Linked DNA regions of Mus musculus: region 1 is linked to region 2. A link is a contact called in public Hi-C data. All regions are on one chromosome and are shown on one strand. Each heading gives the region's core, a stretch centred on a gene start, on an enhancer-like site or on the middle of the called end of the contact. The rest is flanking DNA. Distances are from core to core; before and after follow the strand shown. Region 1 holds the start of Xrcc2 (X-ray repair complementing defective repair in Chinese hamster cells 2). Region 2 overlaps Gm46903 (a long non-coding RNA gene).

What was found. Hi-C and Micro-C count contacts between places; a contact is called where the count stands out from the background.
Region 1: a contact with region 2 is called in a Hi-C map of neural progenitor cells, with 1.8 times the contacts expected there. The contact joins the promoter of Xrcc2 here to the enhancer-like site in region 2. A contact is called at or near these places in 2 of 39 promoter capture datasets (the 3T3-L1 cell line and hippocampal neurons), 7 of 484 Hi-C or Micro-C datasets (adipose-derived mesenchymal stem cells, cortical neurons, embryonic fibroblasts and 4 more), 4 of 115 datasets of contacts at active chromatin or transcription factors (astrocytes, embryonic stem cells, extraembryonic endoderm stem cells and 1 more) and 1 of 9 other capture datasets (adipose tissue).

Annotation. Positions count from the first base shown.
Region 1 is chr5:25,703,595-25,707,372 of GRCm38.p6, forward strand. Xrcc2 (X-ray repair complementing defective repair in Chinese hamster cells 2) reads right to left here and starts at 2,203. Exons shown (of 3, transcript NM_020570.2): 1 at 2,084-2,203. The coding sequence starts at 2,122.
Region 2 is chr5:25,608,339-25,612,180 of GRCm38.p6, forward strand. Gm46903 (a long non-coding RNA gene) reads right to left here. Exons shown (of 2, transcript XR_001784824.2): 2 at 1-706. Among named protein-coding and RNA genes, the nearest start is that of Gm42235, 4.2 kb to the right of the region's middle. Within about 2 kb of position 1,798, at least 54 of the 459 cell types and tissues checked have an H3K27ac peak or open chromatin away from gene starts, as enhancers often do. A contact at or near this core is called in adipose-derived mesenchymal stem cells, cortical neurons and neural progenitor cells, where this site is marked.

The DNA of each region.
Region 1 (3,778 bases), core at 953-3,452, 96 kb after region 2:
TATGTACAAGGCAACAATTTATATAAATAGAAAAGTTTGTAAGTCTGTGATTACACAAAACTAATTATTTTTAAATAAATGCTATTTTGTCTTACTTAATATCTGTCTATGACAAAGAGGCAGCTCTGTAGCTTCTTTTTTCCCAGTGAAAACCAGACACCGTTATCAATATTTATTGTGTATTATGAAGTTGCCATGTTCAGTGCATTTAGAGAAAAGCCTGGTGGGTGACCTGGGAGGGAAGTGAGAAACAGTATTGTGGTGTGTGTGTGTGTGTGTGTGGTGAGTGTGTGGTGTGTGTGTGTGTGGTGTGTGTGTGTGTGCATGTGTGTGTGTGCGTGTGGTGAGTGTATGTGTGTGTGTGTGTGTGTGTGTATGGTGTATGTGTGCGTGTGTGGTGAGTGTGTGTGTGTGTGGTGTGTGTGTGTGTATGGTGTATGTGTGCGTGTGTGGTGAGTGTGTGTGGTGTGTGTATGTGTGTGGTGTATGTGTGTGTGTGTGTGTGTGGTGAGTGTGTGTGGTGTGTGTGTGTGGTGTATGTGTGTGTGTGTGTGTGTGTGTGTGGTGAGTGTGTGTGGTGTGTGTGTGGTGTGTGGTGTGTGTGTGTGTGTGTGGTGTGTGTGCATGTGTGTGTGTGTGTGTGTGTGTGTGTGTGCGTGTGTGTCCGTCAGGCTGGGTTTACACAGGGAGATGCGTACTCCACCTATTTCTTAAAGCTCGCTTCCCAACATTGTCTTTGTTCCGACTCTACAGAACCACTGGCTGTTCCCCTAAAGCAACCTTCTTAACGCTTCAACCCCGTAGCACAGTTCCTCCTGCTGCAATGACTCCCAACCATACAATTATTTTTGAAGCTACTTCCTAACTGTCATTTTATTACTGTTATGAATTGTAATGTAAATATTTTTTGAGATAGAGGACTGCGAAAGGGGCAGTGACCCACAGGTTGGAACTGCTGCCCTTGCTAAGTTCAGACCATACCTGAGCTGCTCCCTCCTCAGCAGCAAACCACTGAACAGTCCTTACAGTGCCAGTTCAGGGGCTGGGAACGGTAGCTCTGGTGGCAGATCCCATGCCTAGGAATCATGAAAGCCTGGATTCCATCCTTGGCAGTGGATAACAGGGCACTGTAGCACACACTTGTAATCCTAGCATTCCGGAGGCAGGACGGTCAGAAGTCGAAGGTTAGGGGCCAGAGAGATGGATTTCAGTTAAGAATGGGTTTTGCTCTTACAGAGAACATGAGTTTGGCTCAGATAACTCAATTGCTAATAACCCCGGCTCCTGATCATCTGACACCTTTTCCTCTGGCCTCCAAATTCATCTACACACATGGGTACATACCAACCCACAGACACACATTCATTTACATAATTTCTACAAATAAATAACTAGGACAAGGTTATACTCAGCTGCACGGCAAGCTCAAGGCCAGCGTGAGCTACCTGGATCCCCTCTGAATACATTTAAGTTAGCTCCTCCTACAATTTGTCTTACCCTCTTTTGGAGAGGCATGCTTTTACCATATGCTGTATATTTTACAGAAGCTTCGATTATTACATTTTGTTTTGTGAGAGAGGGTCTCACTATAGAGCCCTGACTGGCCTGGACCTACCTATATAAAGGCTAACTTCAAACTCATAGAGATCTGCCTGCCTCCGCCTCTTTAGTGCTAGGATTAAAGGCGTGTACCACCATGCCTGTTGATTAATTTTGTTGTTGTTGCTTCTTATTCCCAACTCTTGGCTGACAGTACTCGAACAAGTAACACACGTTAACGTTTAACGGTTCCTGAGTGAAATGGCTTGCGTGGCTCTGGAGAGATAGACGACAGGGGTATTCTGGGATACAGAAGGCCGGATGCCACAAACAGGTTAGTTAGAGGTGAAGCAAGCTACCTAAATTTAGAAAACGTCTACTGATGCCTCAACTGGTGGTCCTCCCTTCCCCAGCTCCTGCTGCACGGCTCGCCATCCCTGACCGGTTCACTGGCGGCTGTCGCGCCGCCCCACGGTGGCCCTGGGCGCCGCTCGGCGACCTCCCCCTGTAGTGCGCGGCCCTCCCGTCGCCCCGCGGCTCTCACCTCTGTCCCGGATTCCGCTCTGCGAAAGTCGCTACACATCGCCCGGCCAGCTCCGCGGGTTCAACCTACCCGCCAGCAACGCCATTTAGCAAAAGCGCGAAAGACGCAGCCAGTCAAAGCAATGACCCTGTGTGCGCGTGCGCACTGTGCGGGCTCGGAGCCAGAGAAGCCGAGGGCATGCGCAGTAAAGCTGCGGCGCCCTCTTGGTGACGCCAGTCTCCTGCGTTTCCTTTAGTCCTTATGGTCCTTATGTTATCTTCAGTTACTCATCTCGACGGGTCTTTATCAGGCAAAATTAACATGTACGTGATTTCTAAATCTTATTTAGTTTTTTGTTTTTGTTTTTTAGAGACGAACTTCCTATGTAGTCGTGGCTGTCCTGGAATTCACTATGTAGACCAGGCTGGCCTCGAACTCACAGAAGTCTGCCTGCCTCTACCTCCTGAGTGCTGGGATTAAAGGCGATCACCACCACTGCCCGTGCTTACTTGTTCTAAAGAAACTTAAAGTACATCTTCCTGCCACGGTTGTGTATGCCTGTGATCCTAGCACTCGGGAGGCTGAGGCAGAGAATCACCAAGAGTCGGATCAGGCTATAGTTTGGGCTGTAGTATGAGATTGTGTCTCAAAGGTACTAGGACAAAAGTTTACTGATTTGGGCTTTTGGTGTGTCAGTGGTCCCAACAACTCCTGAGGCTGAAGCCAGATAATAGTTCGAGCCCAGGAGACTACTCTGGGCAGAACAGCATAACCAGATTAACAGGAGAAGTAACACCGTTACTGAGCAAGCTCGCTCTTCTTGTCCTTTCTTGAGGCAAAAGCCTATGACTGGCTGTGGTATTTATAGATAACTGGGGTGGGAAGAGAAAAATGTATATTGAATTGAAAAGAACTGTGGAAATACACTGAGCCTGTGAAGTTTTCAAGCTCTTGGTTTGGTTAGGTTTGTTGTTTGCCTTTTGTTTGTTTTCTTTCTTTCTCTCTCTCTCTCTTTCTTTCCTCCTTTCTTTTCTCTCTTTTCTCTCTTTTCTTTCTTTCTTTCTTTCTTTCTTTCATTCTTTCTTAGATATTTTCTTTATTTACATTTCAAATGCTATCCCCAAAGTCCCCTATACCCTCCCCTCGCCCTGCTTCCCAACTCACCCACTCCCATTGTCTGGCCCTGGCATTCCCCTGTACTGGGGCATATGATCTTTGCAAGACCAGGGTCTCTCCTTCCATTGATGGCCGACTAGGCCATCCTCTGCTACATATGCAGCTAGAGACACAGCTCTGGGGGAGGGGTACTGGTTAGTTCATATTGTTGTTCCTCCTATAGGGTTGCAGACCCCTTTAGCTCCTTGGGTACTTCCTCTAGCTCCTTCATTAGGGGCCCTGTGTTCCATCTGATAGATGACTGTGAGCATCCACTTCTGTATTTGCCGGACACTGGCATAGCCTCACAAGAGATAGTTATTTTCTTTTGTTTGTTTTTCTCAAGTTCTAGAAATACAGGCCAGCAGCACTCCTATGAGATTCTAGGCATTGGCACTTTAGTGCATGCTAGTTAAGCACTCTTGCAGATGAATTATATTCCCTGGCCCATTGTGTTAAGATCTTGGGTGGAGGAAGGAGTGGAGAGGAGAATAGTTTTCTTAACTGTTGCCTGTCAAACGCCCACTGATTAGATAGATAGAATATTTATACTCTGTACAT
Region 2 (3,842 bases), core at 548-3,047:
GCTGCCTGCGCTGCTGGTCGCCCCTGCCTCTGACCACCATCACCCAGCGAGACAGACAGACAGACAGACAGACAGACAGACAGACACACACACACACACACACACACACACACACGTTTAATCCAAGGCCAGCCTACAAAGCAAGTGGTAGGCTAGTGAGGACTAACTACATGGCAAGTCCCTGTCTCAAGGAACAGAAATAAAACAAACAGCAGAAAAGCTCATCCCATCGAGCCGCAAATTGTATTCTTCTTGGAATTTCTGGTCACCCCTCTCCATCGCTGCCATTGTTAACTGTCCTTACAGTTTGATTTGTGTGTGTTAGGATGACCATGAGTTCCAGCCTCCATCTTCCAAGTGCTTAGGCAAGCCAGCCTCATAGAGGTCTTGGGAGGAGTTCAGATGCAAGAAGTTTCTCCAAGTCTCTCCAGTCTGAAAGTGCCTGGCCTTCTCTCTAGGCCATGACTTAGTTTTTCCCAAGTGTGACCTCTGGAAAACTCTGCAGCTATAGATGACGTGCTTCTCAATAGGCTAGTGTGGAGGTCAGGTCAAGCCAAATTCTACTAAAACTTAAGACCAGAGCTTGGTGTCCATCTGGTAGATTACTCGCCTAGCAAGCTGCAGAGCCAGGGGACATCCAGCCATGAGGTCATCGGTGGTAGAGTGTTTGCTTGCCACCCACAAGGTTGTAGGTTTTGTCCTGGTCCTGCAAGAAAACAATATATAATTTAAAACATATAATGCTAATATATATATTTGTATGGTGTATATGTGTGTCTGTATGTATGCATGATGTGTCTGTGTGGTTGTTTAGAGGCTAGAAGAGGATGTTGGATGAATTGTCTGACATAAATGCTGGGGACTGAAATTCAGGCCATCTGGAAGAGCAGGAAGTGGTCTTAACTCCAGAGCCACCTCTCCAATCCTGAAGAAAGGATTTCAAAAGTCAAAGTGGACATGACAGAGGCCAGTGAGGTGACTCCACAGGTAAAGACACTTACCCTGTATGCCTGCTGACCTGAGTTCAGTCCCAGAACCCACAGAAAGGTGGAGAAGAGAGCTAACTCCACAGGGTTGTTCTTTGACCTCTATATATGTGTGCTGTACAGCATAAACACCCTCTTCTCCATACCACCCACAATAAATAAGTGAAAAAATTGTTTTTGTTTTTGTCATTCGAGACTGGATTTCTCACTCTGTAGCACAGGCTGGCAGGAACTCAGAGATCTGCTTGCCTCAGCCTCCCAAGGGCTAGGATTAAAGGCATTCACCACTACCACCCAGATAAACAGAAAAAAAAAAAAAAAGAAAGAAAAAAAAAAAAACAACCAAAAAAACCGAGGGTCAGGAGAGATGACTCATCAGCTATGAGCATGGGCTGCTCTTTTAAAGTACCTGGATTTATTTTCCAGCACTCACATGGGAGCTCACAACTGTCTGTAACTCCAGTTTTAGAGGATTTGATACCCTTTTTGGCCTTAGAGTGCACCAGGTGTTCATGTGGTCTACATACATAATACGTACGTACATGCATCCATACAGGCACTCACATGTATACTTTTAAAATCCTTTTAAAAATTGAGAAGATTGGAAAAAGTAAAAGAGGAGAGAAAACATAAGCGGAAGTGTCATGGACCAGCATTCATTGGAACTCTTGTTTCACAATAGAAAGATGAAGGATGACTCAGTGGGAGGGACTGTTTAGAAAAGAAGTCGATTTACTACGGCTTTGCTTTCCCTTCCTGCTGCCAGGAAGGCTCCTGTGAATCCTGGGATTCACACAGAGGCGTCTGCAGAAGCCTTCGGATCACGTGTAACAAAGCCCCATCTGTCTTGCCCTCTCTGAACAGCACTGGCGCTTAGTTCTCTTGTAAATGTTCTGGCAGCTTCATTTCCGCCTCCTGCTTGTATTATCTGCAAATCACAACTACAAAATACTCTCGAGCTATTTTCCATCCTCCTTAGTAGTAAGCAGGGAAGAAATAAACAACATTTAAAATGCACTAATGCAAATATATATGCACGAGAATATTTACTGTAATTGCAGAGATTGGAAACAAATGTTTATTAACTGGCTCAGGCCAGAATACTAATTTAGTAATAATTGTTAAGAGAAGTAAAATACAGATGTGTGTGTGTGTGAGAGAGAGAGAGAGAGAGAGACAGAGAGAGACAGAGACAGAGAGACAGAGAGAGAGACACACAGAGAGAGCACAGAGAGACAGGGATCTGACATGCAAGGTTGTATATGAAGAAGAACAAGTTTCCAGGCCTGATGGCTCACACCTGTATCCTTGGCACTGGGGAAGATGAATTGACAGCATTGCTTTGAGTTGGGGGCTAGCCTGGACTCACAGTGAGTTTGAGGCCAGCTGTGGCTGCAGAATAAAAACCTGTCCACCCTGCCAAAACCACTCAAGTTAGAAGCAGGCAGATCTCTATGAGTTCCAGATGCTACATAGTTAGTTTGGGGGCATTCAGGACTATATAGTGAGACCCTGTCTCAACCCCGCCCCCCCCAACAATAAACAAATAACAACCAGGCTAGAGGGACAACTCACTGGGTAAAGGTACTTGCTGCCAAGTCTGGGGACTTGAGTTTGATTCCTGAGACGCACATGGTAGAAGGAGATAATTGAGTCTCCAAATTGTCTTCTGACCTCCAAGCATGTGCTGTGACTTCTATTCTCCCCAAATCCCTTCCCTGAACCCACAAATTGGTTAATAAATGTAGTAAAACATTAAAATAAATAACCCAAACATACACTAGAAAAAAAGACTAGTGGGAAAAGCAGTGAATAGTCTAATCTCCAGAGAAAACCGGCATATGTTTTTTGGTTTTTGGGTTTTCTTAGATTTATTTATTTATTTTACACATATGAATACACTGTAGCTGTATTTAGACACACCAGAAGAGGGCATCAGATCCCATTACAGATGGTTGTGAGCCACCATGTAGTTGCTGGGAATTGAACTCAGGACCTCAGGAAGAGCAGACGGTACTCTTAACTGGTGAGCCATCTCTCCAGTTTTACTGCTTATCTCTGCACAAGGACAACTGTGGTCACCTAGGTATGCGTAGAGGGCAGTGAGCTGATGTAGGGGGAGCTGCTGTTCCCCTAATTGGTTCTTGATTTGGTCAATAAAGAAGGCAGAAGCTAATGCTGGGCAAAAGGAAAAAGGTGGGACTTCTGGGTCCCAGGAGGAGTTAGAGCAGACCCAGGGAGATAGAGGGGAGAAGTCAGGCCAGGTTTTGGAATGACAAGTACGCAGCAGCCATGTAAGGTCTTGTGGCAACCAGAACCTGTGGCCTCCGCAAGTCATAATCTTTTTCTCTAGCTAGTTGTGGTCCAAGATTGAATCCCATTATCACCGAAAACAAACCATAGCAAAACACCCAAACAAAACCAAATGGCAAGAAACCCTCATTGTCTCAGAGAGTAGGAAGTCCAGGGTCCACGTGACTGGGATGTGCCGTTCAGTGGTTCTCAGCATAAAGACTGGGCTGCAACACCTATACCTGATGGGGTCACAGAGTCTGCTTCCCAGTGGCCCATGACGGGGGTCACAGAGTCTGTTTCCCAGTGGCCTGCCTGCCAGGCTAGTGGCAGGACAGGTCTGCTTTTTCCACATGGCCCTCTCACCACAGGGTCAGAATGGACGCAAAACAAGGAGAGAGTCACACGTTCCAGGACCACTGCTGTGGACCTCACAAGGCAGGACCGTGACACCATGGGCACCGACATTGAGGGGTTGTCACTGGGGCCCATCTGGAAGGCCGGCTGCCAATGCCTTTGGTGGTAATTTGTGAGAGGACCTCAGGCAGGAAGCTCCTAGGGCTA